2 separate regions of the Mus musculus genome follow, and region 1 is linked to region 2. Evidence: chromatin contacts called from public Hi-C data. All regions are on one chromosome and are shown on one strand. The core of a region is the stretch at or near the end of the contact, and the rest is flanking DNA. Distances in the headings are between cores, read along the strand shown.

The links. Hi-C and Micro-C count contacts between places; a contact is called where the count stands out from the background.
Region 1: a contact with region 2 is called in a Hi-C map of cortical neurons, with 1.8 times the contacts expected there. The contact joins two enhancer-like sites. A contact is called at or near these places in 5 of 484 Hi-C or Micro-C datasets (cerebral cortex, cortical neurons, forebrain and 1 more) and 1 of 115 datasets of contacts at active chromatin or transcription factors (neural progenitor cells).

Annotation. Positions count from the first base shown.
Region 1 is chr6:102,556,160-102,560,709 of GRCm38.p6, reverse strand. It overlaps a transcript of Cntn3 not described here. Among named protein-coding and RNA genes, the nearest start is that of Cntn3, 94 kb to the right of the region's middle. Within about 2 kb of position 2,944, at least 18 of the 459 cell types and tissues checked have an H3K27ac peak or open chromatin away from gene starts, as enhancers often do. A contact at or near this core is called in cortical neurons, where this site is marked.
Region 2 is chr6:102,323,317-102,328,536 of GRCm38.p6, reverse strand. All of the region lies in intron 4 of Cntn3 (contactin 3), which reads left to right. All of the region lies in intron 4 of 4930587E11Rik (RIKEN cDNA 4930587E11 gene), which reads right to left. Among named protein-coding and RNA genes, the nearest start is that of Gm38870, 28 kb to the left of the region's middle. Within about 2 kb of position 1,611, at least 5 of the 459 cell types and tissues checked have an H3K27ac peak or open chromatin away from gene starts, as enhancers often do. A contact at or near this core is called in cortical neurons, where this site is marked.

The sequences.
Region 1 (4,550 bases), core at 1,695-4,194, 230 kb before region 2:
CCAACCTACTTTCCATTACTGATAAATGAGCCTGGTGATGTATTATTTTAATAGGATAAAGATTTCTGAAGACTGTTACTCTACTTCAGATATTCCTGCCTGCAGAAACTGGAGCAACAGTGTGCTTCAAGTCTTTTGATTTGGACTCTGAGCTATTCCTCACATTTCCTGCCTTCATCCTTCTCCATCTAAATCATCCTGCTCCACATCACCACCTTCTCCTTCCAGGCCACTACATCAGGTTCTCTGTCTCCTTTCACACTTGGTGTTCCATATCATTCTACCCAACTGGAACACGCATCACCCATACATGCATATATACATCCATACATGCGTTAAATTAGTTACTCTTCTATACATAATGTTTAAATGATTTCTGATTGCACTCCACATAAAATACAATCTACTGAACATCACCCATGGAGCTAAGTGGGATTTAAGCACTTATACCATGCTTTGGGAGCAAGCGCATCCTGAGTGACTTTGACTTGCTCACTTTTCTTCAAAGCTTTCCCAGCTTTGGAATGGCCGTGAAGTGCTCATTCATAAACAAATACTCATACTCAGACATAGGCCCATGGAGTTTTGATTGCTGATCAGCCCTTAGCCCATGGTTTTGACTCTACAGACTCATAGAGGGCTTTTTTGTTGTGTATCTAATGCATAATAGGAGTCCTCTCTAGATTCTGTATGTTCATTTTCCTCATAGCCCTTCTCATCACGTGGAACTGTCCATTTCACTGCCTGATTCCCAGTGAGCGTTTTGTAAGTAGGCACTGTTTGTGTCCTGTGTGCAGCCTTTTATAGTATGTGATTCAAATTGGTGCTCGAGAAACCCATGAGCACTGAGATTTTGGAGGGTGAGTTTGCATTGTTTGCTCCTAGCATCCCTGTGACCAATGATCTTTACCAGGTGGTTCTCATTCAGCAGAAGTCTGCTGTTGATTTGTGTTGTGTTCTTCCTGTCTCACTGGCACCATATCTTAGGTCTCTGGGATATCTGCTCTTTCAAAGTCATCATGAATAAGTAGAATTCATTTTCAGTTTGACTTTGGTGATTCCTTCTCTCAGTGTCTCTGTCAGCATCATCTACCCAGGTGTCCTCAATATGCTGTTGAACTGTCTGCTACCTTTGTTCTTGTAGCTTTCAATAGAATGGAAACACACCACTCTGTATACCTATGTCAGTTTATGTTAGCTGAATATCTAAACACTTCTACCTCTGTACCTGGCACAAAAAATAAACCTGGTTAAGAAGTAATCTCCACACTTTGTCTTGCTCCTGGTTTGTCCGATCCTAGAAGTTGTATTAAGCCATGAATTCAAGTCTTCGGGTCACTGGATACCTCCCTGCTGAGATGAAAAAGGAAAATGTTGTTGACACAGCCTATCATCTTATGACTTCTTTATGCTAATTCTACCCTGCACATAGCTTTCTGGTTGCAAGGGGACCTCTTAAACTTTTCTTAGAATTTAAGTCTTCTCCTGTTCCGTTTGTGTGTCTAAACCATGTAGAACTCTAAAACGTGTAGGACTTCCAGTCTGCTGCAATCACCTATTTCAACTCAGATTGGCTTGGCCTCTGCAGAGAAGCCTTTACTTCTAGCCCTGCCATTTAGCAGGGTGATGTTGAGCCATTTGGTCCTCATACCCTGTAAAACCACTGAGACTTCTATATTCAGCCGTTCTTAAAAAGTACTTAGTTTTAGGGAGGATGGACTATAATTTAGTACTGTAAAATTGTTTAATATCTGCCTTTTCTAATATTCTGGAACAATACATCCATATTAAGAATTTGTTAAATATCAATTTAATTAAAGTCTACCTTTTTTTTTATTGAGTTCTGCTCAGTTATATGGGGCTGCTTGCAGTCATTTAGATGTATACTTGTAAGATATTTTTACTTATGAATTTTTGAGTGATAGGTCATAAGTTGATAGCAAATGATATATATGATTAGAATTTAGAAAAATCCCTTTACAATCTGGTGGTGGTGGTGCAGGTCTTTAATCTCAACACTTAGGAGGCAGAGACAGGTGGATCTTTGAGTCTCTGAGTTCCAGAACATCCTGGTCTACAGAGTGAGTTCTAAGACAGCCAGAGGTACACAGAAAATCCCTCTCTCAAATAAATAAATAAATAAATAAATAAATAAATAAATAAAACCCAAAATCCTAAAAAAGGAAAAGAAGAAAGAAAAGAAAATCCTATAATAAATAGAATTTTTTTCTTTAAAGTAATAATAAGCTAAAGGTTCTATGTCCTGAATGTTGCTCTTCATATAATAATGATCTGATTTTAGTGGATTGAAGCAATTCAAGAGTCTCAAAATTCATTTTATTTTCATAAAATATGAACATCTGCAATAAACAAGTAAATGACTGAGTCACAACAAATCAAAAGCATGTCCTGCTAAGCAGTAAACAGATATTTAGGAACAAGGAGAGGGAGGCTTTGTGGGTATCATTGCTTCAGTACCCATACGTTCACTGGCAGCCCCACATCCTGCAGAAATGGCCCTTGGTCTTGCAAACTTTATATGCCCCAGTACAGGGGAATGCCAGGGCCAAGAGGTGGGAGGGGGTGGGTAGGGGAGCAGGGCGGCTGGAGGGGGGGGGAGGGTATAAGGGACTTTCGGGATGGCATTTGAAATGTAAATGAAGAAAATATCTAATAAAAAATTGAAAAAAAAGAAATGCTAACATTCTCTTGTTGCTTATTCCTGCATGTGTGTGTGTGTGTGTGTGTTTGTGTGTACGCGTGTGCATAAGAAATGAGTGTCAGATGTCTTTCTCAATTGCTTCCCTTACAGGTAGCTTCAATATCAAGGACATTTTTGACAGGTGGTGTCTCACTGAACCTGTATCTCACAGATTAGGGTAGACCTGCTGGCCAGCAAGCTCCCAGGATCCTCCTGTCTTTGACTAACACAGTGCTGGGTTTGTGCATATGTGCCTCTCTGGCTGGCTTTTATGTCACTGCTGAGTATCTTAACACTCTGCCCACTGCTCTGTTTCTCCAGCCCTTGTTGTCTCCCTGCAGAAGCGTGTTCTTGCCCTGCTGAGCTAACAGAGATTTTTTTTTCAGTCCCTAGAAGACTTTCTGAAGCTTCTCACGCGAGCCTCCTTAATCTGTTTTTCAACTAAAAATAAAGAAAGAAAGAATTGTAAGAGGAAAGTAGCATATATCAAAATAGGAGTTGATTCTATTTCTAAACTTATTCACATGATTGCTGTTAACCAGAATATAGGCAATATTCAGTTTTCACCATTTTAAAAACCTGGGCCCCATGAGAGTATGAATAGCATTCTGTCTCCTGCATTGGTGCTCATATCTAGGATTTTGATTTAAAGAACAAATATCTCAAGAGATAGCATTTTCATGTTAGCAGTCACTGTTATATATTTTTGCAAATGTCTTCTAGGTTTGGAGTAATCTATTTCCATATATCTTTTCTGTAGAAATATTTCTGGTTCTTAAATTTCATGAATTCTCTCACCTTGAAGCTGCTGGATGTAAGAGTAACCGTGGAAATAAAACCTGCAAGAATTTTTTCAAACTAGACATGACATTTGGGTGGTTCTCTCCGGTCATCAGAGAGAGAATCTGGGTTGATTTCCCAAAATACATTTGCAAATTCTACAGGTAACAAACATTTGTTTATATGATCAGATCTGGGTCGGTTTTTCATGCCACCAAAGCTACAGTCAAACTGAATCTTCCTCTGCATGTTCTTACAGGAACAGTCCAATTTTATTTCTTACATGGAAATAGGCACTCTCTAAAATAACTTAGCACATTGCAGAAGATGGTAATGACACTTTTCAGGCAATTAAAATCAACCCGAACAATATAGCTAGTGATCTGATCTGATGTATGTTGCTCACTTGGCCTGGCCCCATCCCTGAATGTAAAGCAGCAGAGAGTGGCTGATTACCAGACATCAGCCCTAATTCTGGTGAATATTCGAGAGCTGTAGAATACAGATAAGGCCTATTTGTTCCAGAGTGGGGTGTGCCTGACAACACTTCCTTCCCTTTTCCCTCCTTATCCCCTCTACCTATAGAAACACTTACATTTGTATGTATTAGACAGTTTAAGTCATTTTTCTCTGCACCTCTCCGTGAATACTTGCTAGGGTTCTTTTTTTCTTTTAAGTACAGCTAAGTGAAAGCTTTTTGTATAGCTGCATGACTTTAAAACTTGAACACCAAAGATTCTCTTTCCCATTCCATTAAATAAAAACGTTCGCTTTCGCCATGTGAAGAGAACCATATTCATATTTAGTGTTACTTTATTGGACTATTGCTTGGATATTTAGCAGCGTTTTCTTATGCTCAGTCATTTTGATAGTGTTTAGTAGCATTATTGGATTTGAAAATGACAGAATGCTCAATATATGAGGATTGTGTGTGTGTGTGTGTGTGTGTGTGTGTGTGTGTGTGTGTGTGATGAAACCCATCACATATGGTGTGAAGATGCTCACAGTAGCATGCATATTTGCATCTGATGGAAATTTTTGGAATGTGAGACTTGGCTCCTTTTAATTG
Region 2 (5,220 bases), core at 362-2,861:
TTTTAAGGCTTGGATCTCTGAGTGCTGATTACTCCCTTTAAAAAATATAGAAAAAAATAGGTTGTTAAGTTAGTATGTCTCAAGGGTGATAAAGCTTTGTATCTTTACATTGTACCCTAGAATTGAGGAGAAACACTATACTATCACCATGTCAGAGCTAACAATTAGATTCTTATACTAGCAAAGAGAAGAGATAAAACAATGGTTACTTTGTAATTATATACACTGAGTTTTGTTTATCTTAATTAGTTTCTCTCTCTTTCTCTCTCTCTCTCCCTTATTCTCTCTCTCTCTCTCTCTCTCTCTCTCTCTCTGTGTGTGTTTGTGTGTGTGTGTGTGTGTGTGTGTGTGTGTATGTGCTTGTGTGTGTGAGTGTTTGTAAGAGACAGAAAAAGAAAAATAAAGAGGGGGGAGGAGGGAGGAACAAAGGGAAGAAGGGAGAAAGGGAGGGAGGGAGAGAGAGAGAGAGAGAGAGAGAGAGAGAGAGAGAGAGAGAGAGAGATTCATGCCATAGCACAAGTCAAGAGATGGACAACATTTTGGAGTTGATTTATTTCTATTTTGTGTGTCCTTAGAGATTTGACTTCCTTTGATAATTGAACTCAGATTGTCAAATCAAATTCTAGCTAGTAGACTTGGTGCCTGGTATTTCTACGCACTGAATCTTTTGGTTGGCTTAAACTTCCTGTTCTAATCAAGTCTAGGGAACCTGGGTGAATAAGGAGACCTGAAAATGCATTAGCTTAAATTGAATTGTACATCTGGCTCAGAGCCATTCAAAGCCAGTGTCTCTGACCTTGGCCTCCCTTCTTTAGTTTGCATCCCTTCACCTGGACAGATTGTTTCAAGAAGGGGAATCAGGGAAAAGGAGAAGGGAGACTTTTAAGTAGGCCTCATTTGAACTTCACCTATGTGCCAGCTTTATCGATATAGCTCCCTAACGAGGAGCTAAGGAGTTGAGGTTATTGAGCACATTTGCTGATGTTGTCTCCCTCTGAGGAAGTAGAGCTGAATTGCCAGTGCAAAGATCCAGCTACTGCTGCTTTTAAGTAGACAGTCCTTACACAAATACGTGCTCTGGGGGGTTATGGATACACAGTTCCTATCCTGTGTATTAAGCACAATGTTCTGAGAATTTCAGCAGCTGCCTCCTAAAGCTGTATGGAAGACATGCGCAAAGGAGGTATTCTCTGCAGGCCCAGAGCCCAGGTCATACCTGCAGTATCTTTTCTGAGAAATCTGCCGTATTGACTTGTGATTGGGGAATTTTGATCCAGGTACCCTTTATGGCACACTAGGGACAGTTTGTCTTTAAGTTGATTTGAGGAATGTACAGGAGTAGAAATGTTTCAATGAGTGAATTTTAGTAGGCATTTTATACTTAGATAGCAAAGTGCATTACTTCACTTAGAGCACTGATATTCATTTCTTTGAAAGCCAGGTACTTCTCAGCTCAGCAGAATATTTTCTTCATTAGCCTCAGCTGAACTGGAGAGCCAAGCTGCTTCTATGCCGAGCAATGTAGGTGAGATTTCCCCAGCATACCACCATGTACCCAGGAGACAAGCAGAAGCTAGGTATCCAGTCATGAACTACATCTGTGTATGCTCACAGAAACTTAGCTCATTTCTTGGCAGTTACATAAGCTCTCATCGTCAAAGGCACCAAATTGGCACTTGCTTGGAAATAGCTTGGAATTGTGTCTGGTTTTATCTGTGTTCCTTGCATCTAAAGAGATAGACTCTACCTAAAATAAAAACTGGAGGAATCTTTAAGAGATGGAGTTTCAAAACTGATTTTCATCTGTTTATATTTTAAAAGGCCCTTTCCTCATTAAAATTTGAAATGATAATGAGTTTTAAAAATAAGAAATCAGGAGCTAGAGAGATGGCTGAGAGGTTAAGCAGACTGACTGCTCTCCCAGAGGTCCTGAGTTCAATTTCCAGCAACCACATGTGGCTCACAACCATCTGTAATGGGATCTGTTGCCCTCTTCTGGTGTGTCTGAAGAAAGCCACAGTGTACTCATGAACATTAAATGAGTAAGTAAGTAAAGAAAGAAATAAATAAGCAAAAGAGAAAAAGGGAAAAATGAAGTGAATCATGGGTGCAATTTAATCAGGAATTTTTTACTCTGTTTCTATGCCAATTCATAAGAAATATAATAGGAAAAAAGAGTATTTTTGTCTACAATATATTCTGATTATCAATAACTTTAAATTTCTCAGTCCCCTATTATCAGTTTCTGAGTCCTAGGATTTTCACTGTACACAACATATTAGGCTTTTGCCATATGGAATATTAAACTTTGGAGTTTGTGAATGTTAGGCAGGCTCTCCACCAACTGAAACACACTGCCAACCTTATTTGCATTCATTAAACATGGGAAATGGTAGTTATGTTTTGTCTATTAGTGGCCCTTTAATGAACTCAAAATAGCTGCGGTTTGAGTAGGCACATCCAGCTGAATATTGCCTTGAAGAAAGTACATCTTAGAGCTAGAAATATGTCACAGAGATTAAGAACACTTGCTGTTTTCTGTACAGGATCCAAGTTCAGTCCCTATGTAACAACTCATAACCCACTGAAAATCTACTTCTAGCCATGAAGTAGACTTTCGTGAGAATCACCCATATGTTTATGCAAGTGACATAAATGAATAAACTACATTCTTAAAGGTTACAAGAAAATGCAGAAGCTATATATTGGTCAGTTGGTCAAAACTTTTCAAAATAATTGGATCAAGAAAAACATGGTTTGAAGGTGTCTCTAGCCTGTGCACTGTGCTTAGTCGTCTCTCTTTCAAGGGTATTTAATTAATTCCAACTTTTTAAAAAACGGTATAAACCCCATTCACTAAATGTTATTAAGGAACACAGCCTCAGAGACATCTAAGTTTATGGTTTGTTGTCTCGAAAATATTACTTTATTAAGTTTGGAAGTACATAAAATAATTCCCAACAAGGCTAATTAATGTAGCTCATTATAGGATCCTGGAGGCCTGAACTATCAGACACGAGCGTCTCAACCATTCTGGAGCTTTCCAGATTTGCTTTCCATACTGCTCAGAACTAATTAAGCATCTCCCCTTCTGGCATAATTTACATCATTGCTCTTCTTTAGGAAATGTTTTATGTCCCCAAAGTGAGGCTAAATCGGTCAGATAAACACAACAAAGTTGTGAGATTGTAAAGACTGGGGATTTATTAGGCATCAACACTGGTACTGTGAAGTTTGCTGTGGATTTTATCCAGAGAATGATGAGTTGAAAAATTAAATGACATGTTTAAGGCAAGTAATAAATAAATTCATCATATATTATATGTGATATTATCTATATATTTAGATATTATTTATGTAATTTTATAAAATATGTATTGTTTTACAATATATTGTAATATATACATACATATATATTACAAATAATAATTAAGCAGACATGTATCTAATATAACTGTGAGCAAATGGCTTGTTTTGCCTTGTGGGAAATTTTCTGTCAGTCTAGAAAGTTGTGAAATTTCCTACCATCCAGACTTGTAACCAGCTTCCTGCCAGGCTGATTCAAGAAGGCTGTGAGTTGAAATATAGCCCAGGATACACAGAGGAGCTCAAGATCAGCCTGGTCATCTCCGTTATTCACTTCATTAAACTGAAAACTTGAAAAGAAATCAGGGAATATAGGTCTGTGGTAGAATGATCACATACCATGCGAGGGGCTTAGGGTTCAGCCCCCAGCACTGAAAAGTTTTCCCACACATGGAGAGAAAAACAGAGACATAGAAAAACATAGACACAGAGACAGACAGAGACACAGAGAAACTGTCAGGCAAAGGGACACAAAATGCGCTCTCTTTTATTTCTAACATATTCAGGGTCTCTAGTACCATTGTGATGCTTGCAGATATTGTCCACTTTAAGGCCCACCTTGTGACTTTTATAAGATTCTCTTAGAATGTCTGTTTCCATGTGTCCTTTGCAGCACCAGTCCCCTGTCATTTTACACAGTTATCACCTTGTTCTGCACTTCCTTTGCAACAGGGCTCTGGCCAGCAGGTTGATGCATTAAGTATAGGCAGTAAGGTACCAACAAAGTCTGTTCTCTGCAGCTCTCTGTTTCCTTCAGTGCTTTTACTATTTCATCATCCTGTGCTATCCAAAGAGATCACTTGGTCCCAGTTAGCAGCAATTTTCACGGTGTGTTCTTGTTAATAGTGAGAGGTTTAATAGAAAAAATATGAACACTTTTTTTTTCTCTAAAAATCTGTTCTAGAAATGCTGGAGTGGGGGGGAACCATCTTTACCTTCTTGAGCTTTTACTTGGACAAGAATATAACCCAAGACAGAAACATAGATGTAGCTGTTCTCCAGAAAGAAGACAGTCTTTGTTCACAAACTTTTGTAGTCCATACTTAGAATTTTTTAGGAAATGGTTACCTAGCTGGATGACAGACTGCAGAATTCATTTTCAAAATATTGCATACACAGTCCTGTACCTTTAAAAACAATGAATGGTGCAACTTTGTGTAGAGTCTTCTAATTTTTATAACTTCCTCTTCAAATATTCTAAATATTGTACTTCCATATTCTTTCTGAGACACTAAAAGTGAAAATTAATGCATAAACTTCAAGCCAAAAATTTGTCCTGCCTACAAGCAGTGCAGGGACAAATATAAAGCAGAGACTGAGGGAATAGCTAACCAATGACAGACAAACTGGAGATCCATCCCATGGGAAAGAACCAGTTTCTGAAACTGTTAATGATATTCTGTTATGCTTGCAAAAAGGAACCTAGCATAACTGTCCTCTGAGATGTTCTACCCAGCAGCTGACAGAAACAGACAAAGAGACCTTCAGCCAAACATTAAAGGGAGATAGATAGTCTTGTGGAAGAGTTGAAGGAAGGATTGAAGGACCAGGACATGGGTAGGAACTCCACAGGAAGACTAACATAACCAAATAACCTGGACCTTTGGGGACTCCCAGAGACTGAGCTACCAACAGAAGAGTATACATGGACTGGATATAGGCCACCACACAAGTACGTAGCAGATTTGCAGCATGCAGGTCTCAGAGCAACTCAAACAGGGGCTGTTCCTGACTCTGTTGCTACCCTTTGGATCCTGTTCCCCTAACTTGGCTGGTTTCTTTGGCCTCAGTGGGAGAGAATATGCCTATAACCTATCGTGACCTGATGCACCTGTGTGGTGTAGGTTAGTACTA